Linked DNA regions of Mus musculus: region 2 is linked to region 1. Evidence: chromatin contacts called from public Hi-C data. All regions are on one chromosome and are shown on one strand. Each heading gives the region's core, a stretch centred on a gene start, on an enhancer-like site or on the middle of the called end of the contact. The rest is flanking DNA. Distances are from core to core; before and after follow the strand shown. Region 1 overlaps Lats2 (large tumor suppressor 2). Region 2 holds the start of Lats2 (large tumor suppressor 2).

Evidence for each region. Hi-C and Micro-C count contacts between places; a contact is called where the count stands out from the background.
Region 2: a contact with region 1 is called in a Hi-C map of cortical glia, with 1.7 times the contacts expected there. The contact joins the promoter of Lats2 here to the enhancer-like site in region 1. A contact is called at or near these places in 19 of 39 promoter capture datasets (the 3T3-L1 cell line, 3T3-L1-derived adipocytes, the C10 cell line and 11 more), 46 of 484 Hi-C or Micro-C datasets (the AML12 cell line, DN2 thymocytes, the G1E-ER4 cell line and 32 more), 11 of 115 datasets of contacts at active chromatin or transcription factors (the HPC-7 cell line, cardiomyocytes, craniofacial prominence and 7 more) and 5 of 9 other capture datasets (adipose tissue, embryonic stem cells, liver and 2 more).

The regions. Positions count from the first base shown.
Region 1 is chr14:57,703,439-57,710,512 of GRCm38.p6, reverse strand. The region is part of intron 2 of Lats2 (large tumor suppressor 2); the gene reads left to right. Among named protein-coding and RNA genes, the nearest start is that of Gm26440, 9.2 kb to the right of the region's middle. Within about 2 kb of position 2,967, at least 114 of the 459 cell types and tissues checked have an H3K27ac peak or open chromatin away from gene starts, as enhancers often do. A contact at or near this core is called in adipose tissue, adipose-derived mesenchymal stem cells, cerebral cortex and 15 more, where this site is marked.
Region 2 is chr14:57,742,179-57,749,252 of GRCm38.p6, reverse strand. Lats2 (large tumor suppressor 2) reads left to right here and starts at 3,130. Exons shown (of 8, transcript NM_015771.2): 1 at 3,130-3,363. It overlaps Gm52140, which reads right to left. Exons shown (of 3, transcript XM_030248241.1): 2 at 2,915-3,958. The coding sequence ends at 2,941.

The DNA of each region.
Region 1 (7,074 bases), core at 1,718-4,217:
TCCACTGAAAGTAAGGTACATGATCACTCACTCTGTAGATTTCGTATGTTTCCTTTGGGGCTTTTTCTTGGGGTAGAGGGCTTGTTTTGGTGAGTCACACACATTAGTTTATAGAATATCTGAGGCCTTGAAGGAGGGATATCTGGTTAGACAGATAAGAAAGGAGGTAGATCCCAGTGGGTGAGACTTCTGTGTCTTCTCAGGTGAGTTGGTGTCACCTGGAGCTGTTAGAGCTGAGGACTTCCTGCTTGCAGCTGTGACGGAGAACTGGTTGCACACACACAGGCACACACACACACACACACACACACACACACACACACATGCTCACACACCCCCACCCCTAAGAGTTCCACTTGCTTAGACCATGGCAATGATGCTTTAGAAAATGCTGCAACTGTGACTGCTGGGTACTGTTAAAGCCCGACTCTCCCTTCTCACCTGAGTTGGTTTTTACTTCATAAAGACTGAAGTGCATTTTTTCACGAAGATTGGATATTAATAATAGAGTTTGACATACCTTTTAAAAATATAATGACTCTGAAGTAAAGATTAGCCCAGTTAATACTCTAGAGCTCGTAAAGACACAGATTGCTAATCCCTGAGCGCTGTTTACAGGTGGGGTGGTAGAAAGCTCTGGCTGTCCTGAAACTCACTATGGAGATCAGGCTGGCCTCTGCCTCACAGAGATCTGCCTGCCTCTGCCTCCAGAGTGCTGGGATTAAAGGAATGAGCCACTGTACCTGGCAGATGAAAATATTTTTCTGAAGAGCAAAATTTGAGTTTATCCAGGTGAAAACTTAGGTGATAAAATCATTCAAAATTCAAGGTCAGCAAGTGGCTGTGTTTTCCAGATTACACACAGAGAAAGCAGTGGTTATCAGTTATTGGCACCATGGAATAAACTATCCTGTGGCTTAAAAGCAGCAGTGATTCGTCCTTGCTTATGACTCTAGTTTGGCTAGGCCCCGCCAAACAGCTCTGCTCTCTGTGGCATCTGCTGAATGTTGGGGTGGAGCTCCGTCCAGGCTGCTCTGCTGAGGCTGGGCGCAGACAGTAGCTCCACTCATAGGTCACTGCAGCATGCTGGCGGGGTCAACTGGGTGCTTAGCTATATGGACCCAAGGAGAGGAAACGGAAACAGCCAGGCTTTGTGAGGGTGAAGCCCAGAACTGACATCGCACTGGCAATGAATAGGCTTCATGCCAGTCTATTGTTTGGAGCAAATAGAAGGCCCTCGGCTTGTGCAGACAGAGTAGGGGCGGGGGACAGGGAGTGCGGGCACGCATGTTTGGTCACTAACATAGCCAGGGACAGAAGAATAGAAATATAGACCCACAACTCCTGGAGTATGCGTGTAGCTGTGTAGAAACTACTAGGGGTTGTGGGCAAGTTTTCCATCAGGTAAAGCCTGAGGCTCTTGTATCTGCCCCTGGTGACGGAGTTTTTCTTTATTCTGTCAAACATCTCTGGAGGCTTATAGAGTTGAAAGGAGCTCATCCAGTTCACTGTTAATCTGGAGAATTTGGGATCATCCATAAGTAGGAGATAAAAATAGCACAGGCTGTTTTTATTATAGCAAGATTTGATGCACGCTAATGTTCTTATCTTCAACAAAAAATTAATGACTTCAAACTGAAACCGATTCAGCTGACTTCTTTTACTCTTTCCACTTAAGCTCTGCTCGAAAGCCTACTGGGTTGGCGCCAGGAGACAGTGAGTGTTCCCACCCTGTTCACATTGACCTTCTGCAAGTGTCTGATGATAGAATTGTGATTGTGGGAGCTTCTCCATGCCTGTGCTGTGTACACCCTGAGAGTCCATGAATAATTAGTCTTCTCCACCTCTAGAAACTCAGGCTGTTTCTAACTCTGCCCGCTGCTCCTCTTTGAGGCGCAGATAGACTGTGACGGGTGGCATTATGAGATGGGCCTTTTAACTATGGCTCAGTTAAAGTGGCCTGAAAGTAAATTCCAAGAAGAAAAATTTTAATATTTTTTAAGTTACTTAGTGTATGTGTTAGGGTAGCAAGTTCCTGTGTGGAAACAGCCTGCCTGAGCTGGCTCTCCTTCCACTGTGTGGGTTCTTGGCACAGTTCAGATGGTCAGTCTTGGTGGCATACCCTTCTCCTATTGAGACATCCTACTGGCATAACTTTTCATTCTTCTTCTTTTTTTTTTTTTTTTTTGCAGCTTTATTTTATGTGTGTACATGTATGTCTGTACACCACATAGTCCCTGGTGTCAGGAGAGAGAGTAGCAGATCTCCCTAGAACTGGGGTCTCTGATGGTTGCTGGCCACTGTGGGGATGCCAGGAAGCTAACCCGGTCCTCTACAAGAGCTACAAGTGCTCTTACATACCTAGTCAGCTCTCCAGCTCATAACTATTCTTAAAAATATTTGCTTGAAAGTGTTTTTTGTTTTGTGATTTTGTTTGTTTGTTATTAATAACTTTATTGGTGCTGACAAGCTGGAAGGTGCCGTTTTTATTAGTGTTTGGTCATCGGCAGGGTTGCCAATTTTTCCTGTTGGTCTAGTTTTAAAACAGATTTCTTCCTCAATCCCCACTAAGTTACCTTTGAAAATATATTTTCCTCAGCAATGTTCAGCATAGAGCCCCGAGGCAGGCTCGAAGGCTGATCTCTGGACTGAATTGCTCCTATCTGGCGCACAGGGGTGGGTGGAGTAGCAGCTCCCTTTCTGTCTCATACACCAAGGCTGCGTCTGTTCCTAGGCTTCTGGCTTTGCTGGAACACGTTCTCAGGGCCATGCTGAGCTCCAGGCTCTCTCTATAAAGCACAAAGGCTGGGAAGATGGGTGGATATCCTGAGTTTCACAGTCCCCTGGGGCCGTATTTCTGTTTAGAGCTGACAATTGTCAGTGGGAGGCCCTGAAACACTGTTCCTCTGTGCTTCCAGAAGGTTCCTGGAAGCAACTTCGAGAAAGGCAGCAGTCAGCCTGAGGAGGACAGCGGGTGGAGCGGGAGACCTTGGCCGCTGCTTAAGCCTCTCTGGCACCCTCCCCTCCGCCCCGGCCTGGGGAGCCACATGCTTCTCTTTGTTCTCTCCATGAAATGAAATCCTTTAGGCTTTGAGACAACATTCACTATGGCCTGCAGACCCAGCCCCTTCAGCCAGTCGCTCCCCTCCTTGGACTGAAATCACAAGTTGTGTGAGAGACTCCGACCAGCAGCCATAGACTGATGCGGTCACGGGAAGACCTAGCAAGGCCAGAGCACTCCCATCCCTAGGTTTTCAGCCAAACCTCAGGGCTGGAACGTTAAAGCATGGGCTATGGCTTTGCTAATGTTTGAAAAATGCTTCCTCACCCGGATGGGTGGGAGAGGATCTGCATAGGAAATTCTTTCCTTCATACATAATAAATTGTCACTGAATTTAAATAACTCACAGTCACAAGGGATGCTAGTAAAACCATTACACTTTATAGCAACTGTCAGCCCAGTCCCTGCATGGCTCTGAGCTAGGTGAACCTGGAAGAAGAGATTCACTCCCACAGCCCTTACTTGTGTGCACAGAGAAAGTGTGGGAAGTGAGCCACAAAAGAAGAGTACTGTCACTGGCGCTTCCAGCGTGGCGGGAGCCTCTGGTGGGTTGGTTCCTGTCCTGTGGGTAGGCAGACTGACAGGCAGAATGGTGATGCAGCTGTAGCAGAGAAGATTCTCTCAGGCACAAGCTAGCCGTGAGGTCTTGCTGGAGCATCCAGAGGGCACCTGAGCCTGCTGCCCAACACCCAGTACACAGCAATCAGGGGCTGGACCTGCAGGACAAGGGAATGAAGAAATGACACCCAGCCAGACACAGCGAAACAGAAAAGCTGACATGGGCAGATCTGGACTCTCAGATGGAGAAGCTGCAGAGTGTCTATTGTGTACAGTTGAACAGAGAGGTTATTGGTACAGATTATAAGGGGCAGGTTTAGCTAATATCAGTAGGAGCCAACTCTATAGGGGAGCAGTGTTCAGGCAGTCTTCATGCGGATAGGAGAAGCTTTGGTGAAAATTCTCTGTACACACTTTAACATCCACACATGGATCCAGGGAGAAGGGTTTGCCATCTCTACAAGCCTAGCCTGGGCTTGAGGTACCCCAGAGAAAACCAGAGATAGGTATTAAGGCCTGGTGAGGGGAGCGCAACACATTGTTTATGTAGCTATGGTTAAAAGGATAAAATATGAAGTATTAGAGGTATTTGATAACAAATGCACATAAATTATTTAACTGTCATCTTTATATTTTCTACCAGAGACATATAAGATGCTTCTGAGAAGGACAGCAGCTGATGTTGAAATGGTCCTGGGACACAGGGACACCAGTGGCCCACTCAATCCCAGAGCAGCCCTAGGTAGCTCATTCCTCAGATGAGCAGATATGCTCAGACCTGGTAGAAGGTTTGAGAAAGATGCACAGATAGATGCTAGGCAGCAGTAGAGTGTGCACACTCATGCACTGACTCCCACTGGTGCAATGTTCTGAGAAAGGAAGGGGAGAGGTCAGGTTACTGTGCTGGGCTCTGCCACACTCGGGTCTCAGGAGACTTCTCGCCATGTCCCATTGTGACTCTACATGTATTGTCCTTGACACTTAGACCTGTGCTCCTGGTAGACTTAGAAACAGATTCTAGACTTCCTTTAGCTCTTAACTAAAGAGCCGAAGGAGGTTGGGGGCGGAAATTAGTAGTAGAGCATTGCCAGAGTGTGTGAGGGAGGGCCTGGGTCCCACCCTGAGCTCCACCAAAGCAAACGCCAGTAAGTATTTGGATTTGTGCAGGAGTGTACATGAGTTAGTGTTTAGAGACTACAGATTTGCTACCCATCAGCGATGGACACATATGCAAAGGGCAGAACTGAAGGTTTTATTTATGAACATGCTGGTTCATGAATGTCACTTGGTCTTATGATTTAAAACATGCCTGCTCTTCCAAGTCTTCGTCCCAGGTTTCATAGACTCCACCTGTCTCAGTCCCTAGATCGGAAGCGCAGGAAGCTCACGGATCTTGAAGTCAGTGGGGAATTTGGCTTCATACACAGGTGGCAAGCTCTTCTTGGTGCTTTTGCTTCCCTGGCTGCTGGCAGGGCCTGAATGGAAGGAGCTTAGGCAGGTAACTTAACCTAAAGAGACAGCCAGTTCACACTAAGCAGCTGGACTGTTAGTGCCAAACGGCCTGTGGTTAGGGGCAGCTCCACTTGGCACATTTTTAATGGGAACAAAAGGCTCCAAGTGGTGAGCTGAGATGCAGTCTTGAGAGTGTGTAGACATGACCTCATCGCATAGCTTGGCCATGAAGTAGGGAAGGTGAGGTGTCATCACCAGGCTGCAGGTGAGGTGGGGAATGCTTCATGTCTGAGCTCTGCTGCTTTCCTACCCGGGAATCCCAGGTGGTGAACCTTGGTCCCGCCACTGTTTCCCAGCCTGCTTCTTCAGCTCTCACTCCAGCCCCTCCTCTTTGTAGTGGTTCCCAGACCTCCGTCAGTTCATCTTGCTTCCTTTGACCTGCAGTCTGTCCACTCCCAGGTCTGGCCGTGACTTTCTGGTGTGTCCTGTCTCAGTTGTCAAACAGCCAGGAACAGAACATCATTTAATGGTAGATGGTTGCGTGGTTCTAGGCCCTGTGGAGTGGGTGGATGAAGCTATGAGGGATGTGGGGTCCAGACTCTGACAGAGTTCTTACAAGTCTTCCTCCCCCACCAGATAGAGTTTCTCTCTGTAGCTCTGGCTGGCCTGGAACTTGCTCTGTAGACCAGGCTAGCCTGGAGATCCACCTGCCTCCCAAGTGCTGGGATTACCCCACCATGCCCAGCTGTTTTCTCCCAGTCTATCTGTTTATTTATTTATTTATTTATTTTGGTTTTTCGAGACAGGGTTTCTCTGTATAGCCCTGGCTGAACTCACTTTGTAGACCAGGCTGGCCTCGAACTCAGAAGTCCGCCTCCCTCTGCCTCCTGAGTGCTGGGATTACCCCACCATGCCCAGCTGTTTTCTCCCAGTCTATCTGTTTGTTTATTTATTTATTTATTTATTTTGGTTTTTCGAGACAGGGTTTCTCTGTATAGCCCTGGCTGAACTCACTTTGTAGACCAGGCTGGCCTCGAACTCAGAAGTCCGCCTCCCTCTGCCTCCTGAGTGCTGGGATTAAAGGCGTGCACCACCACGCCTGGCTCCTCTCCCAGTCTTAAGGAAGTGGACTGGGATAAATGGCCAGGTGTCATCAGGCCTGGCCAGGAACAGTGAGGGTAGTACTTCTCTGTTCTGCAGCTAGACTGACTACTACTAACCAGCCCTCCATGTCCCCTACTGCCTACCATTCTCACCAAAACCTACCCCCTCTCAGTGCTTCTTCTCTTAGCTGCCTGGCCATGTCACCTTCTGCTTCCTTCATCTCTGCCCCAGAGTGCCTGAAGCTCTGCACCCCGTGTTGCCCCCAGCTTCATCTTCAGATTATGTGTGTCTGTGTTTGAAAGTTCCCTTGATATTACAAATAGGCAAAGCCAGTGATAGCCCAACCCTAGGTGGGGGTTCCCTGTCCTATTACATGCGCCTGGGTGTTGCCGCTACCCTCCTGGTGTGCTCCACCTACAGCTCCTTTCTGTCTAGCCCATCAGCCCTGAGTAACTGTCTCCACTTGGATGGGCTTTCCACCTTTTCCAAGTACATCTGTCCTTGAAAGGATCTATGCTTTCCCTGGGTAGACGGGAACCATCTTTTCAATTCACGGTAATGTCACTGCCCTCTCCTGTTGTGTGTTCATTCTGCAAACACTTTTAGGGGACAGAGCTGTATGGATGTGGACAGAGCTCCAGGGGCTTCATGACGACTGTCTTGGGCAACTCCTTAACTGCTGCAGATAGCAGAGGACGTTGTCAACAGGAGGCATTCAGTAAATGTCTCATAAATGTGCCCATCCATGCATTTCCAGGGATCCCAGAGTTAGCACAGAGGTGAACTGGGATCTCCTTCTCTAAGGTAACCTGTCTTCGTAGCTTCAGTCTGGATCCACCAAGCCAGTCACTAAAGTTCCTCCCTCCCTCCCTTCGTTTCTTCATTCCTTCCTGTGAGTG
Region 2 (7,074 bases), core at 1,881-4,380, 39 kb before region 1:
TCTTTTCTTCCCTCTGTAGACATTTCTTCTTTCAGTCACAGCTGGGGGACAGCTTAGTGGCACAGTGCCTGCCTAGCTAGTACCTGCGAGGCCCTGGCTTCCATCTTCAGCCACAGAACAACAAGCTAAGAACACTATAAATGCACAGGGGTTAATTTGGCTTGTTTCTGTATTTATAAGTACATTGTAATCATGACTTCTTGCGATTACCTGAAGAGAGCCTTGTAATTCAGTGCTCCTAAGCTCTGCAGTTAGATCTACCTAGATTCAAATCTCAGCTCTTTGATCCCGGGCAAATTACTTGGCTCTCTGTACTTCAAGGTCTTCTTCTATCAGAAAGGGTTAATAACATGGTTCCTCTGAAGACTGTGTGAGACAAAGTGCACGTCTAGACCATCACTCTAGGCTACGACACGGCACACACAAATAACATATCTATCTATAGATGCTGGTTTTCTTACTAAATATGCTGCTGTGCTCACCTGGCCTTGTGTTCTCTCTCCCCTCAGCTACACACATCACGCAAATGTACTTATTTTGCTAATTTAAAAATATTTGTTGTTGGTGGCTATCCTACTATTGATGTATTGATATATCAAAAGTTATAAGACAAAAATATCACCTAGAATCACTATGACCAGATACTATACTTTAAAAATTATTATTATTTTAAAGACAGGGTCTCACTGCCTCAAAGCTGGACTAGAATTCACTATGTAGCTTCAGATAACCTTAGCCTTCTTATCCTCCTGCTGACTCTCCTGAGTGCTGGGACTATGGGAACACTCCATGATGCCTGACTTGATCGACTGTCGATCAGTTCCCTCATCAAAGCCCTATCTAAGACACTTATTTCCAATTTGTTTCTAGTCTCAGATGCGCGTATTTAAAAACATTTTAAAAATTAAAGGCATAAGTAGTGTAGCATCACCTTTGTGGCTCACAGCCACCCCCAACTCTGGTTCTGAGGGACCCGATGCCCCTTTCTGGGTTCCATTGGCACCTGGCTCACATGTGGTGCACCTACCTACATTCAAGCCAAAGACTCATACACATAAATAAATCTAAAAAAAAAAAAAAGAATGTTGACAGTTTACCTTCAGATTTTTAATAAAAGCAGCAAGCACTGTAGATTAACTTAAAACATTAGTGTTCCCTCCTCTGTCCAATTTCCATTCCTTCTAAATGGGCTATGGCTATCATGGTTGTAAATGGGCTATGGCTATCATGGTTGTAAATGGGCTATGGCTATCATGGTTGTGGTATGTAAGAGAGGTGAGTACAGAGTCCAAAGCCTGTGTTTATTTATGGAGATGGTGTCATGACATATGTACAGTTCTGCAGTTTGCTTTTGTTCACCCCACATTGGTTCTGAATTCTGTCTGTAATCATTTGTCCTTTGGCAGAAATAAAGCCGGCCTCTTTACTTAGCTTCTCTCTCTCTGCTCCTGCTGTCCAGCTGTCCTTGGCTTTTCACTATTATAAATAGTGCTGTTGCAAAGAGTTCTTGCTTATTTGTTTGTTTCGTTGTTTTTGGACAGGGTTTCTCTGTGTAGCCCTGGCTGTCCTAGAATTAACTCAGTAGACCAGGCTGGCCTCGAACTCTGAGGTCAGCCAGCCTCTGCCTCCTCAGTACTGGGATTAAAGACATGCGCCACCACTGTTTGACAAAAAGAAAGTTATTTTTGTTCTTTTAAAAAAAAGATTTATTTTTATTTATGTGTGTGTCTGTGCTAAGCATATGCACATGTGTGTGTGCATTTACCCACAGAACAAGGCATTGGATCCCTTGGCACTGGTGTCTCTGTCTCTCTGTCTCTCTCTCCCTTCCTCCATCCCTCCCTCCCTCTGCACCCCTACTTTCCCCCTCTACCGGGTTTCTCTGTGTAGCCATGGTTGTCCCGGAATTCTCTCTGTAACCAGATTGACCTTGAACTCAGAGATCACCTGCTTTCCTGAGAGCTGGGATTATAGGTGTGCATCACTAACCGGCTTCCCTAACATTTCTTAGAGCAAGAGATAGGAACTTTTAACACACAGTGAAGGTTGCCAGTGCGCTTGGGGAGATGGGGGAGGAAGTTCCCAGGTGAGTGCTAGACTCCTCTTTTACAGAATATTACTTGATGCATTGGTTTCTCATCACGGTGCAAGATGTCAGTGTAGCACACAGGGTCAGGCTGACTAAAGAAAATGAGGCTAATCTGCAAGAGGCTTAATTATTAAAGTTCAAAGGACAAAGAAATGAGAATCTCTGGAAGAAGCCTTAAGGGAATTAGAGAGGTGGGGGTGGGGGTGGGGGTGGGGGTGGTGGTGGTGAGGGGCAGTCCAGGACTAAAGTCTGTTGAGGCAGTTAAAACAGTCCTGACAAGGGTTCTTCTGACAAGACAGCCTGAATTTGGCACAGGAGAGGGGGCTCGACTTCCTTCCCGAGGACAAAAATAAAAACTGGTACAAATGATCTTCACTCTTGTGAATTTCTTCCGGAATTGAAACTTCAAATGTCACGTTTGCTAATTAAAGAGGAAGTCTGGTTGACTTTTAAGACTATTAGTCCCCACCATCACTTACCACAGATCGTAAGTTGGTGGGGAGTGTGACGTTAGACAGCCAATAGTAAACGAAAGACTTTGCTTCCACGCTGTTATTTCTCAGCGTCTGTCCCTGGACCAAATCCCCAAATGGAGGATAAAGGAGTGGCCGAAGTGTAAACGCCAGTCTCCTCGGCTGGTTCGTGCAATACTGATGTGTTTTATAAAACCATAAGGCACTTTCCTAAAACGTGCCCAGGGAGGGAGCTGGTTAGCCTGCGTCCGGTTAAGCCCAGGCTGTCAGGCGTCCCGGTTTATTATTTGATGCCCGGGTCTCAGCAGCCGGCTGCACTTTCCGTGGCTGGCACCGGGGCCTGTGAACTTACTTTTCTCACCCACTGGTACGAGGCGTTTAGGGAAACCGGCGCTCCCGGGCTGGGGGCTTCCGACGCGAGCCCAGCGCAGGGCAGGTGGCCGCCCAGCCAGGCGGCGCAGGAAGCGGCCCGTGGGGCGGAGCGGGCGGCGGGTAGCAAGGCCGCGGGCGCCCCGCCCGGGCTGGTATGCGGCCGGGAGTGACGCGGGAGGAGGGGTCACGTGACGCCCGTGGAATGCCAACAATGTAGCGAATGTCCCGCTCGGGTCTGCGCTTCGGAACCGCGGCGTGAGCGCCCCGGGAAGATGGAGCCGCCGCCGCCAGCGCCGCCGCCGCTTCCCCGGGCTCCCCCGACCCTCCGGGGTCAGCAACCACTGCCGCCACCGGCGCCCGGTCTCCCGGCGCGCGAGGTCCCGGAGCCGCGGGCCAGGACGCCGCCGAGGGTGTAGAGCGCTCCCGGAGGTGAGGGGCCGCGGCCGGGAAGTTTGTCGGGACAGGGCTCCGCCCGGTCCCACGGGCGAGCTGCCCTGCGGGACAGGGACAACCCGTCCGCTGGGTCCCGGGCGGGTGCGGAGCAGCGGGTGGCGGCGGCGGGGCGGCTTTGTTGTGCTCGCGCGGCGGCGTCCGGAGGCCCAGACCCCGCGTCCCGCGGCGCCGACCCCGCCCAGCCTGGGCCTCCGTGCGCCGCGCCGTCCACCACGCGCGCTCGCGGCCTTGCGCGCTGCACCTCTGGCCCTCGGCGGCGCGGTGCCCGCCCGGTGTCCGGTGTCCCGTCCCCGGCTGCGCCGTCCGGCGGTCGGTGCGGGGCGGTTGCGTAACGTCTCTTTTGAGCCGACTTCTCCCGGGCCGGCCTCCGCCGCGACTCCACGGCCTGAGTCCGTAGCGCTGGTCACGCACGAGCCTCGCCTGCGTGGCCCGGGTCTCGCCCGGGCGACTTCGGCCACCAGCGGCGTGCAGGAGGCGGCCGGGTGAAAACTTATGCCTGTGAGTGTGAGCGGGAGAGAACTGGACGTGCAGATTTTGTTGACAAAAAAGTTTGAGCGAGGACTTTTCACGCCTTTAAATTTCCCCTGCTTGCCCGTAATGTAGCCGCTTATTAGGGAATTTGTACCAAGTCTTGCTCCATATTTTTAGTTTAACCCCAGGTTAGGTCAGTAAATGATGCTCACCAGTTTTGAGTGCTAAATCTGGAGACAAGGCTACTTTTTGTGATTTTTCTTTTCTCCCCTTTTAGCAACTGTTGTAATAAGGCGCTAACAAAAAAAAAAAAATCTTCCAGCATAGGAATGCAGACGCTGCTTAGAAAGCCTGTTTTTAACTTAACTATAGTTAACAATACATTACAGTATTCAGCCTCTCGTAAAATTTTGGTTATCCAGGTATAGAAAACGCTGTTGAACGAATTCACCATGGTTCCTTTGAAATTGCTTAACTTTTACCACACTTCAAAATGTCAGCTTCATATGGTACCAACAGAGGCTGCTATACAGAATTACAGAATCCGAAGTTTTGAACTGAGAGTTTTTCAGCTTCGCCATCTAGTTGGAATAGTATAAATGTAAATTGGAGCTGTGGGTTATTTCTTTCCTTCGAGAAATCACGGCCTTGGTGGGAGGGACTTTCAGTGGTGGGAGGGACTTTCAATGATGGGCGGGGAACACGTTTACAATAAAATGCCTTGTTATTTTAAATGCTGTGTTGTAAATAGCCTGCCCTAGGCCCTTAAAACCCACTGGAGAGTAGAATGGAGGTTGGAGCTGGTAAATCCACACTAAACTCGAACGAAAGCTATTGGGGAACCATGTGGGGGAGGGTAACGCGGGGGTGGGGGTTTTGTGTTTGTATCGGGAAACCTAGACCAACACAACGTTTTGTATTTATTTCATGCTTGTAATAGCGCGAAACTTTTAAGTAATATTTCGTACTATTTAAAAATAGTATGCTTGAAGGACTACAGATGATAAATTTAATGCATTTATGTTGTCTTGGCTGTGAATGTGCTGTACAAATGGTTGATATGTTCCAGTCCACAGAAGGAGCGGTTCAGCTTCGTGGAAGCTGTAGAAATTACCAGAAATCTCAGTCCTTCTAAAAAGCTCATTGCTTGGTGTGTTCTCTGGAGCAGCTGGAGTTGAGGGATGTGTAAAGGCACAACTGTTGTGTCACCCTCTGAGGAGCACGCACCCTCAGAGTTTTCAGGACTTGCTTGGGCTGCTAATATCCCTGAATGTTAGTTAACTGCTCTCTCTCAATGCTTTTAAGCCCAATGCTACTTGATTTGTTGTTTCATCTTGAAGCTATAATAAAACAGTAATGTTGGAAGTAGAGATAATTGGTGGAGATACTAAAATTAGGAGAGAAATTTGGCACTGCTTAATGCTTGCCGTTCACTTGGCAAGTACTTTATGTTGGTTAATGTCTAGACTGTGTCGATTTCATTGTGAGAGTGGTGGATTTTTTTTTTTTGTAAAGTTAATTAACAAGTACTTTTTGTTTGTGTGCCAATATTTGACATACATAGGATTTTTTAGGGGGAGAGGAAAAATGGAAAGTGTTATATTTCATAGCAGGACTTTGCATTTCTTGTTAATTCTGATTGCTGATACCTTTGCAGTCCCTGCCGGTCTCTAAAACAGTTAGGGAGGCATAGACCTTGAAGAATGGAAGTTGGCTTTGAGTGAAGTAGGCCTGGGTTTAGAATGTGAACCCCTCTGCCTGCTGACAGTTATCAGAAGTAGGAATGCTGAGGGCTAACACTTTCCATTACTAATTAACTCCATCCTACCCCCCCAGTCTTTCTCCTGTTTTATTTATTTCATAAACATTAAAAGTCCCCAGCCCCCCACCCCCGGCAGCACTGTCTGACTGCCTGGATACATTCTTCACTCCTGTGACTTTATACAGAAGTTGGAGTCTCCCAAGAGTAGCTCCACACTCCTCCATCAGCTGTAGCCCTTCATCTTTTCCTGTTGGTGGCCTTAGATCTAAAAGAATCATGCTTTTGCATTAAAATAGGCTGGAGAGTGCATGAGCGCGCGCACACACACACACACACACACACACACATACATACACACACACACACACACACACACACACACACACACACGTACTTGAGCTAGGTTGATTTCCCCTCTGGGGTTCTTTAATAGACTGTACATCATGGGGGACTTGGAGAGGGCTGGGTTCAGAGGAGGCAAAGCTTGCTCAGATGTGGACTGCCAATGGAGGTGGTCTGTGTTGTCCTCTTCAGAGACTTGCTCCTAGAATTCTGCAGGGAACGCTTGTCTACTGTGATCACTGCACACAGACTCACCAAGGTCTTACGATGACCGGATTATTGGACAGTGGGGAAGCAGTGTTTTCCTGAATCTCTAAGAAGACAGTCACTGCTTTCCTTGGGGAGATCCTCCTATGAAGGGCAGTCTTTAGCCTGGGACTTTCTGGGGTAGGCAGGACTGGGGTGGTACATGTATGTTGTGATTTCAATAACAACTGGAGGTTTTGGTCTAAGAGATGCTGTTTTAAAATGTGCCCCCCTCCCACCCCCCAAAACATATAAACAAATGACAGGAAATGGGAACATCATGGCAAGCATTTGCCAGTCCAGTGCAGAAGAGCCGAGGCAGGGGGATTGTGAGTTTGAGGCCAGCCTGGGACACACAGACCACGTCGAAGACAAGGCTGGCAAGATAACCCAAATCTAATGACGGGAGTTTGAGTCCCTAGAACCTACATGGTAGAAGGAAAGAACTGACTCCTGCAGGTTGTCCTCTGCCCTCAGGTATGCTGTGCCATTCATACACATACACAAACAACAACAAAACCCCAGTGTGTACAGGTACAGGTTTTGGCTGGCTCACTAGTTGGTGTTTGATGTGTTTGGCAGCCTGTGTGGGACTGGAAAGCAGGAGAGTAAGAACTCCCCACATGTGCTAGCATTCTGCTGGAGCTGGGTGGGTAGGGAGCCTGAAGGAATGAATGCCTAACATGCTGGCTCAGTGGTTGGTAGCTTCCCAGCTCAGAAGAGGACTTGGTAATGGGCTCTCATTTTGCAGTTTGTTTGGGGTCTTGGTTTTGCTTTGCTTTGAGGTAGGGATTCATTGGGAAGCCCTGGCTGGCCTGGAACTCACTGGCTGGCCTCCTGAGGGCTGGGCTTACAGGTGAGTTACT